Regions from separate parts of the Sus scrofa genome. Here region 1 is linked to region 2. A link is a contact called in public HiChIP or PLAC-seq data. All regions are on one chromosome and are shown on one strand. Each heading gives the region's core, a stretch centred on a gene start, on an enhancer-like site or on the middle of the called end of the contact. The rest is flanking DNA. Distances are from core to core; before and after follow the strand shown. Region 1 holds the start of AVPR1B (vasopressin V1b receptor). Region 2 holds the start of NUCKS1 (nuclear casein kinase and cyclin dependent kinase substrate 1).

Region 1 (6,173 bases), core at 1,194-3,693, 340 kb before region 2:
ATGGGGTTTTCCTATACTATTCTTTGTACTTTTGTATATGATTAAATTTTCCTTTAATCAAAAAAAATTTTTTTTTGTTTGGAAGAAGATTTTTACCTTTAGGGAGTTGAAAAAATAGGGGTAATATTGGAGTACGATTACTTTTATACGAACTCCACTATAAAATCATCTGACTCTTTATACTATGCACATGTAAAAATAAGTATATTTTAAAAATTAAAAAGTGGAGTGGATCTACCATAAATATAATACTTCATGGTAAAACAATATATTTAAATGTGTATAATTTTAAGTGAATACATCAAAAAGTGAATAACTGGGAGCAGGAAGAGGGAGATATGCACAGACAGCCCTTTTGAGTCTTGCTGTAATAGCTGGAGGTGGGTGAATAACTGGGAGCAGGAAGAGGGAGATATGCACAGACAGCCCTTTTGAGTCTTGCTGTAATAGCTGAGGTGAGTTTATATATATATTTATAATATATATATTATATATACATATATAATTTCTTAACGCACAGACCCTAGAGTTTGTTTGCCTGCCTAAAATGATCCGGTAGAGAGACTTAAAATTTAAAGAGCAAAATCCTTGAAAAGTTGGGGCTTTGGCTGCAGAGCACAAACGGAGGCTGCTACAGTATGTCAGGTGAGAAACGGTGCAAGCACGGTGGCAGTGGGATGGAGTGGAGATGCATGAGATGCATGAGAGCATGGTGGCTGTTTAGGATGGAGGCTCTTCAAGAAGTGCTGTTAGGAGTTCCCATCAGGGCTCAGAGGTAACCAACTGGACCAGTATCCTTGAGGACACAGGTTCCATCCCTGGCCTCACTGAGTGGGTTAAAGGATGTGTTGCCTTGAGCTGTGGTGTAGGTTGAAGACATGGCTCAGATCTGGTGTTGCTGTGGCTGTGGCATAGGCCTGTGGCTACAGCTCTGATTTGACCCCTAGCCTGGGAACTTCCATATGCTGTGGGTGTGGCCCTAAAAAGACCATATAAAAAAAAAAAGTGATGTGGAGTTCCCTTCGTGGCTCAGTGGTTAATGAATCTGACTAGGAACCATGAGTTTTCAGGTTCGATCCCTGGCCCTGCTCAGTGGGTTAAGGATCCGGTGTTGCCGTGAGCTATGGTGTAGGTGGCAGACACGGCTCAGATCTGGCATTGAATGGCTCTGGCATTGGCCAGCAGCAACAGCTCTGATTAGGCCCCTAGCCTGGGAACCTCCATATGCTGCAAGTGCAGCCCTGGAAAAGACAAAAAAAAAAAAAAAAGTGATGTTAACTGGATGGGGGGTGGCACTTTAAAGGGGGATCTGGTTTGATTAAAAGTCAGGACAAGAGGACCTCTGGTACAATGATGAACCCTGCCCTTTCTGAGGGTGTAAACGTGCTGTTGTCACACCTAAGGAACTTCTAATACGCTCTAGGGAGTCCCAATAACCCACCTGCTATATGTACTAAAAATAAAGTGAGTTCCACAACCAGGACCACACACTACATTCTCCACTGAACCATAAGCTTCCTCTGGGCCCTGGTGGTTTATTTTTCTTTGGACCCTCTGCGCCAGCGCCTCTCACACACTGGATAAGGCCGCTCTTGGAAAAGCATATGCCCTGGGTCTAGTCCTGCCTCTACTGCTTACTAGTTCTGTGATCTTCCAGAGCAAGTCATGTAACGTCCATGGGCCTCCACGGTTCCTCTCATAGGGTGGTTTACTGCCTTTATGATGCTGCTTGAGAAGGACTCTGGAGTCCACGGGTTAACCTATCCTGAACTGCAGAACTCCAGGTCTAACTCCTCCCACCCCTGCCTTCCTGTCACCACTATTGCCCCCTCTTCGCACATGTCCTGCTTCCCCGCCCGCTATCCTTTAAGACCTCCACCTGTTTCCTCGGAAGGAGTCGTCAAGGTCGCTCCCAAGGGCTAAGAGCGCCTTCTGGGGCCTTGCCTCGCCCACCTGGCCACACCTGCCGTTCTTGGACCCTTGCTGGGCTAACAAGGAACCCAACAGCGCTGCTAGCCTTAGGGTCCCCACATGGTGAGTGGCCACCCCCCATTCCCTGGGTATGCATCTGTCTTGGGAGACAGTCCGATGGTTCCAAGCGCGAGCCAAGATGAGGTTACCTGCCTGTTTGCGGATCCATGGGTCCCTCTGGCAGGTGAGCGCTGACTTGTGCGGTCCCCTTCCCACCCTCTCTGTCCCTGATCCACCTTCTCTCCCTGCCTGTGCCTGGTCCACCCTCTGTTCCTCCTCCCCGACTCTCCCCGGACACTCCCCTCTACCCCCTCCAGCCAGCCTCTCCGTCCCCCCGCCGCCGGCTGGGTGCCTGTGTCACTCCGCCCTCCTCTGCAGGAGCCAACCGGCGTGCGGAGGGGCCGGAGCGCTCCGGCTGTGAGCCCATAAAACCTGCTCAGGCTGAGCCGATGCTCTGTCGCTGCCGCTTGTCGCCTCCCGCCCGCCAGGGTGCGCGGGCCAGGCTGGGACCGCCACACTGGGGCTTCCCGCTCCGCGGGTGGACGGGTGACGCTGACGGACGGCTCTGACCGCGCCTCCAAGCAGGCTTAGAGACATCTGCTTTCCACTTCCAGAAAAGTTTGGAGAAAGTGAACTCAGGGTGGATTCAGGAGTGGTGCCAGCTCCCCCAGCCTTCTTTCCTTTTCAGAAGCCTCACCTTGCACAGCCTCATCCATTCTTTCCTTCCTGACACCTTGCCTCCCTGACTCCTCCGTCCCTTCGCTGCCGGTTTCCCCCTCCCCTCTCTAGGATCGGCGCCTTATAGGTCCGTCCTTATCTCTTTCTCCCTCATCCTCTCTATCCCTGTCCTCTTAACTATTTTCACCCAATTTCAGCCCTTCTCCCTGGCATCCTCACCCTCCTCCTTTCTTCCATCTTAAATCTTCCCCTCCCCCCTCCATCTCACTCCTTGACCCTCTCCACTTGCACCCAACTCTCCATCCATCCCTCTCCTCGTCCCTGTCCCTCCCCGAAGACTTCCGCCATGGATTCGGGACCTCCTTGGTTGGCCAACCCCACCCCTGGAGGCACTCTCTCTGTCCCCAATGCCACCACACCCTGGCTGGGCCGGGATGAGGAACTGGCCAAGGTGGAGATTGGAGTGTTGGCCACTGTCCTGGTGCTGGCGACAGGGGGCAACCTGACTGTGCTGCTGACCTTGGGACAGCCAGGCCGCAAGCGCTCCCGCATGCACCTGTTTGTGCTGCACCTGGCCCTGACGGACCTGGGCGTGGCGCTCTTCCAGGTGCTGCCCCAGCTGCTGTGGGACATCACCTACCGCTTCCAGGGCCCTGACCCTCTCTGCCGGGCCGTTAAGTACCTACAGGTGCTCAGCATGTTCGCCTCCACTTACATGCTGCTGGCCATGACACTGGACCGCTACCTGGCCGTTTGTCACCCTCTGCGCAGCCTCCAGCAGCCCAACCGGTCCACCTACCCACTCATCGCAGCTCCCTGGCTGCTGGCCGCCCTCCTCAGCCTCCCTCAAGTCTTCATTTTTTCTTTGCGAGAGGTGATCCAGGGCTCCGGCGTGCTGGACTGCTGGGCAGACTTCCGCTTCCCTTGGGGGCCACGGGCCTACATCACCTGGACCACCCTGGCCATCTTCATCCTGCCTGTGGCCACGCTCACGGCCTGCTACAGCCTCATCTGCCACGAAATCTGCAAGAACCTAAAAGTCAAGACTCAGGCCTGGAAGGTGGAAGGAGGGGGTCGGAGGACTTGGAACGAACCCTTACCTTTGGCCCAGGCTGCCGCCATGCGGGGGCTGCCCTCCCGGGTCAGCAGCATCAGTACCATCTCACGGGCCAAGATCCGAACTGTGAAGATGACCTTTGTCATTGTGCTGGCCTACATCGCCTGCTGGGCACCTTTCTTCAGTGTCCAGATGTGGTCTGTATGGGATGAGAATGCCCCTGACGAAGGCAAGTGTGTTGTCTGGTGGCAGGGGTGGGGGGAGGGGGGAATGAGGAGGAAAAATGCAGAGAAAGGAGAATGAGAATATGAGGACAGGGTTACAGTGACTCCCAGGGCTAGACAGGCCACAAATGAGTGAAAACAATTCAGAGAGATGGTGCTTGTCCCACGTGAAAGGGCTCAGCTGCAACTCCCAGCCAGGCAGCCGATGCCATGTGAAGTTTGTCATGGGAATTTCCATGTTTAAAAATGTTGGTAGCTAATTGAATCATTTAAAGATGCTATATGACCCTAAGGAAATATGACCATTAGTAGATTTGATCAAGCAACTGGCAGTTTGCTTGATGTTTGAAAGGGATTTTCACATGATTCAGTCCAGGATGTCCATGTGTGGCCCACGAACTGTAGCTCTCATCACTCTTGCCCCCCTGCACCTGAACATGACTTTGAACTCCTTCTCAACAGCCCTTCCAGTTAACTAGCCTGAAACCCCGAAATTTCAATTCAACCCTGATGAGAAAGCAGAGGCCCAGAGAGGAAACGTGACTTGCCCAAGGCCACACAGCTAGGAAGGAGCAAAGTGAAGAATAGAACCCAGGCTTGCTGTTCCTTGACTTTTTCCTCAACTCTGTGCCCCCCTTCAATAATCCTGGCTCTGAAAGGGATGAGGAGAGGAGCCTTCCTCCTACGTGAAAAACAAAATGGAGCCCTCCAGGTGGACTGGGTCCCGGGTGGCACGTGGGAGGCCATGTTTTGGTGACTTTTTTGGAGTGAGGTCGATCACAGCCTCCTAAGTTTTAGATACCTCCAGACCGCCAGGCCATTTGGGGGTGAGCGTGTTCTCAGAAAGGTAGGTGCTGGGGGTGGGCAGCAAAAATGTTGGAGAGTGGTATTCAAAGGCATCTATTCCCGGAGTTCCCATCGTGGCTCAGTGGTTAACAAATCCAACTAGGAACCATGAGGTTGCAGGTTTGATCCCTGGCCTCACTCAGTGGGTTAAGGATCTGGCGTTGCCGTGAGCTGTGGCGTAGGTCACAGACATGGCTCGGATCTGGCGTTGTTGTGGCTGTGGCGTAGGCCGACAGCTACAGCTCCGATTCGACCCCTAGCTTGGAAACCTCCATATGCCATAGGAGTGGCCCCAGAAAAGGCAAAAAGACAAAACAAACAAACAAAAAACAACAAACAAACAAACAAACAAACCAGACATCTGTTCTGGTTCCCCTAAGAAGAGTGAGGACAAGTAAGTGGCCTGGGTGTCCTCAAAACAGGGTGACGGGGTGCTCTGCAGTGCAGCATCTCTTATGCAAAGCTGGGGATGTATAACAGGTGCAACACGTAATTGCCCAGGGAGGCCCTGTGCACAGGCTCCTCTGAAAGCTTCTGGAGGGTTCACTGGCCAGTAGACCCAGGCTACCCCTTCCTACTAGATCTTAGGGAGTGGTCCTCTTTGCCTGTGCTTTTGTTTCTGATCTCATTTGGCTCATCCCAGGCCACACTCCAGCCAAATGCTTTGCCTTTTCTGGAGAGATGAAGTAAGGGAAGGCTGTTAGTGACATTAACACAATTTAGCAAGAGGAGTGTGATGCTGACCATCCCACCGTACCTCTTGTTAACCACCTTTTGGACATCAGTCTGGACAAGGGGCTATTTATTTATTTATTGTCCTTTTGCCTTTTCTAGGGCCGCTCCTGTGGCATGTGGAGGTTCCCAGGCTAGGGGTCAAATCGGAGCTACAGCTTCCAGCCTACACCACAGCCACAGCAATGCCAGATCTGAGCCATGTCTGCGACCTACATCCCAGCTCAAGGCAACACCAGATCCTTAACCCACTGAGCGAGGCCAGGGATCGAACCCGCAACCTCATGGTTCCTAGTCAGATTCTTTAACCACTGAGCCACGACGGGAACTCCCAAGGGGCTATTTATAAATTACCCTTTAAGCAATGAGCATAGTAATCTTAAGAGCTGTAGAGATCTCCCTGCTCTAGTCAAGCCCAGAAGAGAAGGAAGGAGGGCTTCCTAGCACCAAGCACATCCAGGCCCTGTGCTGCTTAGGGGTGGCCCTTTCTCCTTTCCATCTGAGTAACCTGAGACTCAAGGAGGTGAAATAACTGGTCCAAAGTGTCCCTGCTGGTCAGAGATGGAGCCGGGAATCTAATCAAGGTCTTTATGGGCCAAGCTTTATCCATGGCACAGCCAGATTCCCAGTCACAGTTCAGCTGGCACCAGGGGTAAGATGGCCAT
Region 2 (5,765 bases), core at 1,930-4,429:
GTGCATCTAAGATTTGACCTGTCATAAGATCAGTGTCTTTCTTTAGTTTCCTACACGCTAGCTGTGCCTGACACAGGTGTCCAGGGTATCATCTGGGGATGCGCTGGAGGGAACCGACCTTGGAAGTTGCATTCCACGCTCCCTTGACTGCCAGGGACACAGTGCTGGGACTCCTATAACTCTGGACTTGCCAACTAAAAAGTAAACTAGAAATTCAAGTCCTACTTTACTTCCTTCCTAAGAGACCGTGTTTGTTAAAATGCTGAGTGAATAAAGCAAATAGAGGGAAGATGTTAGCTGAAGCTAAGGTGAAGAGATAGATAGACTATGCCCCTCAGCTTAGAAGAGGAAAAGCCTTCATTCAGTGGCCATCTGTGTGTTGGCCTTGAAATAAATTATAGTGCCAAGGTCTAGAAGACTTGTTCTGAACTTTCCACCTGCCTGGACATGTAAACTATGGCCTCTTCCTTTCATTACCTAATAAATGAGTAACATGAATTCCTCTGCCTCCTCTCACAATAACAAATAATGGTATTTGCTAAAATAATAGTAATCTGACCTAATAAAAGAGCTCCCAACAAAGTCATTCATGATTACTGTACCTCTCCAGTCTCTGCACTGGCATCTTGACAATGATATGGATGATAATACACTTAGTCAAAACATATAGGGACACCCACTAGGATGACTAATATCAAAACAAAACAGGAGTTCCCTAGCTCACCGGGTTAAAAACCTGACTACAATCCATGAGATCGGTTTGATCCCTGGCCATGATCAGTGGGTTAAAGGATCTGGCATTGCCATAAGCTGCAGCGTAGGTTGCAGATGTGGCTCGGATCCTGCATTGCTGTGGCTGTGGTATAAGCCGGCAGCTACAGCTCTGATTTGCCCCCAAGCCTGGGAACCTACAATACACTGAGAGTGAGGCCCTAAAAAAGACAAACAAAAGAAACCAACCAAAATAAGTGTTGGCAAAATTTGGAGAAACTGGAACCCTTGTACGTTGGTGGGAATGTTAAATGGTGCACATGCTATAGAAAATCGTACAGAGATTCCCCAAAAATTAAAAATAGAATTACTATATGACCTTTTTTTTTTTTTTTTTTTTTTTCTGTCCTTTTAGGGCTGCTCCTGTGGCATATGGAAGTTCCCAGGCTAGGGGTCGAATTGGAGCTGTAGCCACTGACCTACACCACAGCCACAGCAATGCCAGATCCGAGCCGTGTCTGCAACCTACACCACAGCTCACAGCAACGCCGGATCCTTAACCCACTGAGCGAGGCCAGGGGTTGAACCCGAAACCTCATGGTTCCTAGTCGGATTCATTTCCACTGTGCCAGGACGGGAACTCCTACGATATGATCTATTCCACTTCTGGGTATATACCCCAAAGAATTGAAAGCAGGATGAATAAAGAAGAGAGATTTATATATCGTGTTCACAGAAGCAATTATTCACAATAACCAAAACCCGGAAGTGATCCAGCTGTCCACTGACAGTTGAATGGATAAACAAAATGTGATATATATATATATATGAAATATTATTCAGCCTTTAAAAGGCAGAAAAAATTTTGTTTTTTTTGCTCTTTGCTTTTTAGGGCCCCACCCACAGCATATGGATGTTCCCAGGCTATTGGAGCTGTTGCTGCCCTCCTACACCACAGCCACAGCAACACCGGATCCAAGCCGTGTCTGTGACCTATACCACAGCTCCATAGCAAAGCTGGATCCTTAACCCACTGGGCGAGGCCAGAGGCTAGGGATTGAACCCGCAACCTCATGGTTCCTAGTCAGATTCATTTCCGCTGTGCCACAATGGGAACTCCCCCCATTTTTATTTTTTAATTTAAACTACCACCACCAACTTTCAGCAGAGAAAAGGTGGAGTGACATGGAAGAGGAAATACGACTTGTTTAATGCTTTGCTTGGTGGACTGCCATTCTCTTCCCTTAGGGAAGCCAGATTTTACAAGGGGAAACTTTCAGGCGGTGATAGTGGTGGGTTTGTTTGTTTGTTTATGGAGTGTATCTTCAGTTGGTTATTAACAGACTCCCTGTGACAGGGATTGAAGTCTATTTTACAATGGTGGGGTACACACTGGCCATTCATATAGGGATCCTGAGCTCCACCTCTGAGTTTTATGCATCTAACTAATGTTCACAGATTTAAATCTAATAATCTGAGTTACCCTCAGCTATTTCACTTGTGTCTTGAGCCAGCTGCTCCCCCCCACCATCCAGGGATAAGGGATTGAATTTAACAAATACTTATGTTGCGCTTACTGTGTTCCAGAGACTGTCCTAAAGTTGACTGATTAAAGTCAACTCATTTAATCCTAATAATTCTGTGAGTTAAGTACTATTGTTCCCCATTTTACACATCAGAAAACTGAGGCCCAGAGAAGTAAAGTTATGCAACTATTCAGTGGTGGACCTGAGGTTCAGTCTGAAACACCTTCTGGTCCAGAGCTCATGCTCCTAATCATTTGGTCCCCCAAAATGATGCTCATGACTGGGATTTTAAAGACCTCAAAGTGATCTCTAGGGGCAGAACAGAGAATGGAAATTTGTCGTGAAGTTATTCCTTGATTATGAGCCTGCCTCTCTGGTCTAGCAGCGGTTGGGGTCTTGAGGGCTAATGTTGAAGCACGGAGAAGGGGTTTGTGGATTTAAGGTCAAAATTTTTGAACCTATGGAATTTCCCTCCAATTCAGAAGCAGTACCTTCCTGACGAATCAGCTGCTTATCCCACAGATTTTGCTATTAGTGGAGTTTCTAGATGATCAAGCCAGGTGAAATGATACATCATTAAACTAACACTAAAAGACACTGAATCTTTCGTAAATCTTTTTTCCTAGTCGTCCCAAGATGCGACCCAAGACGAATCTGCAACGCAGGAGTGGAAACCAGGGGGCGGGCCGAGCAGCGACCATTTTTGTTTTGCGGCCTTGCGCTCTCAGAGCATCTTGACTAACAGGATCTCACGGAGGGGGCGGGGCCTGAGATACGTGATGATTCAAACGGACTAATGAGCTCGGCGCATCTGGCAGAGGCCACCAATGACCGGTCCTGTTGGGGCGGAGCCCACAGGCCCTAGTGGGTTTGGCTGTACCGCGGCTTTGGCGCATTTTCGGCTGGTTTGATTCATCCATTTTGAAGAGACGGGGGAGCGGGGGGCTCGTCAGATTAAGGGGCCCTGAACCTAGGAGCGGCGGAGTTTGAGAAGCCAGCAGCTCGGGGTTCGGCGGCAGCGGCCCTATCGGCCGAAGTTGGGGGGGGTGGGGCGCCGAGCGCGCGGGGTGGGGGGGGTCCTGGTCTTTGGCTTCTCGACTCGGTCCTGTTTCGACAGCGAACATGTCTCGGCCTGTCAGGTCAGTGCGGAGTCCGAGGCCTGGAACGGGTTGGAGGGGGTTGGGGTGAGTGGTAAAGGAGTGGGGGACAGAAGCCTAGAGTCGGCCTTCTCTTGTGCCACGCGCGGCCTCCTCCCTTTCGGGGCCCGCGCGCGCCCTTGAGCGTGGGGGGCCTTGCTGGCGCGCGGGTCTGCGTGGGGGTGGCGGCCGCGCGCTTCTGCGCGCGCTTCTCCCCGCCCCGCGCTGCTGCAGGGCTCGGGGCTGCTCTGCTGCCTCCCCCACTCGCCGCACTGGAGCGGGCGGGGTGTTCCCTGAACCGCCAGCGGCCGGAGGGGGAGGGGTGTGAAGTCAGTGCCCCCACCCAGGCCCCACCTCCTCCGGGCCGGCCCCTTGGAGCCGGCGGGGGTGGGGGACTAGCGGACTCAGTCTCGGCCCCCACCCCCATAATTGAGGGGGGTGGCGGAAGACTGCCCTCTATCTCCAGTGGTTTACCCCCTTCCCCCCTCGGCTTGCGTGGGGCGGGGGGAACTCAGCCCTCTTTCTCCAGCGGAGGGGGGGGTTGTTCCATCCAAAGGGGGAGGGGCGACCCTGCTGCCGGGCCCCGCCTCCGTCCTCCAGGGTCGCAGCAGGGCCCCGCCTCCCGGATCGGGCCGAGCGTGGGCGGGACCCGTTCTTTTCCCCTCCAGCCAAAGTGAGAGTTCCGGACTAGGCCCTGGAAAATGACTGCAGCCTCTCGCCCAAGTCGGAGTTTTGAGTGGGTTAACTCCCTTCCCCCACACCCCGAGTTCGCTTTTCTCTCCGGCTAGGAATGTCCTTCCTCGGGGAAATGTCCCCTACTCAGGGAGGTGCGGGTTAACTGCTCGACCCAAATCCCGGGTGGTTCTCCTTCCCGCTACCTCTTTCTCTCCTCTTAGCAGTCTACACGTCTCGGATGTTTTTGTAACCTAATCTTTATCCCGGATAACTTTAATGATAAAGGGGCTAGATTTCGGTTAATCGTTAGACTTTATTCTGAGAATTTCAACAAGTTTGTTGTTCCCCCAGCGGACGGTGGAATCGCCCTTTGCCGTCTACTCCTGGCTGTTGTATGGAATGTGCCATTTATGGAGGGGTGTGGCTTAGTCCAATCTGTTGAGGCCTGTTGCAAATAAATGTTTTTTTTTTTTTTAATGTAATATGCTTGATGCTTTCAGCGTGAGATATTGGCTACTTCGCATAGCGTTTTCTGGATAAATAGGTAAAGGGTTAGTTTTTTAATGTTTTAACAGTTGTTGCTTCCCGTACTTCATTCCAAGTTTTGTGAAAAACGGAAGTATTTTGACCTAGAGCTCTAAAGGGAGGTTTGGAACCCCGGAAAGGGTTTTGTTCCACACCATTCTGTTTCCAGACTAGATCATCCATCTCCAGCTGGTGGTAGTATGGGCTGCCTACTCCTACGCTCGGGGGTGGGCGTGAGGAGGGTGCTAACTACTACCTGACTGCTTTTCTGCCTCCTAATTTCAACCCGAATCTCCGTTAATTCAACATCACCACTCGGAAGAGTTTTGCCGACTTTTGGGCACGGAATCGGAATAGATATTTCAGATTATGGTATGAATATTTTTGGGGCATTCTAATTGACCACTGTATCCCATCAAATTATGTAGAGATTTTCTTAAGGCTCAGGACAAATAGACAATATAATAAAGATTTTCATCTGGATTGGATCTTCTGTCTTCTGAAAGTAAAATACTCTGTGGTGAAATTGGACTATTTTAAATAATTGGACCTTTTAACTGCAGTTCACTAGGTTTTGGTGACTTAATTTTTTTTTGTAACTCTCTTACTCATCTGCCTGGGTTTGTGTTTCCAGATTTAGATGTGGGAAAACGAACAGAACTTTTTTTTTCTTGAAAACTTGGATTTTTAATATCAGCAGGTGGGGATAAATATATTAAGCACACTCTCAGTTTTTCTGAAGGCATTGGAATTTGTGCACAGTTTTTTCTTGCTCAGTGTATTAAAAGTAATTTTAACTATTTGCCCCAGTTGAAGAATGAAGTTAATATATCGTGGGCTTTTGGGGGTCACTTTTCAGATTATTAATTTCAAAGCAACTTGGTTTCTGATTATATATTTTAGTGATGAAGTCTCTTGTAACAATTTTTTAAAAGTCTAACTAACATACTCTTGACCAATAATAAAGCAGAAATAATTAAACTTGAGTTTGGTGGTTTGTTAAATTTTGCAATAAAAAAAATTCTGTCTTAGGAAAGTACTTTTGTTTCAAGGTGTAATTGAAGAATCTGTGTGCTTGAGGGAATTTAACAAAAAAAGATAGATGTTGACCTAGTATCAGAATGATCAACCTTATTTAAAAACAAAACAGTGGAGTTCCCTGGTGGTTACGGATCCAATCAGGCATTGTCAC

The links. HiChIP or PLAC-seq counts read pairs in DNA pulled down with a chosen protein or histone mark.
Region 1: a contact with region 2 is called in an H3K27ac HiChIP or PLAC-seq map of alveolar macrophages. The contact joins the promoter of AVPR1B here to the promoter of NUCKS1 in region 2. A contact is called at or near these places in 1 of 5 promoter capture datasets (skeletal muscle) and 1 of 2 datasets of contacts at active chromatin or transcription factors (alveolar macrophages).

The regions. Positions count from the first base shown.
Region 1 is chr9:66,773,186-66,779,358 of Sscrofa11.1, reverse strand. AVPR1B (vasopressin V1b receptor) reads left to right here and starts at 2,443. Exons shown (of 3, transcript XM_003130445.3): 1 at 2,443-3,935. The coding sequence starts at 2,996.
Region 2 is chr9:66,432,904-66,438,668 of Sscrofa11.1, reverse strand. NUCKS1 (nuclear casein kinase and cyclin dependent kinase substrate 1) reads left to right here and starts at 3,179. Exons shown (of 7, transcript NM_001244237.1): 1 at 3,179-3,376. The coding sequence starts at 3,360.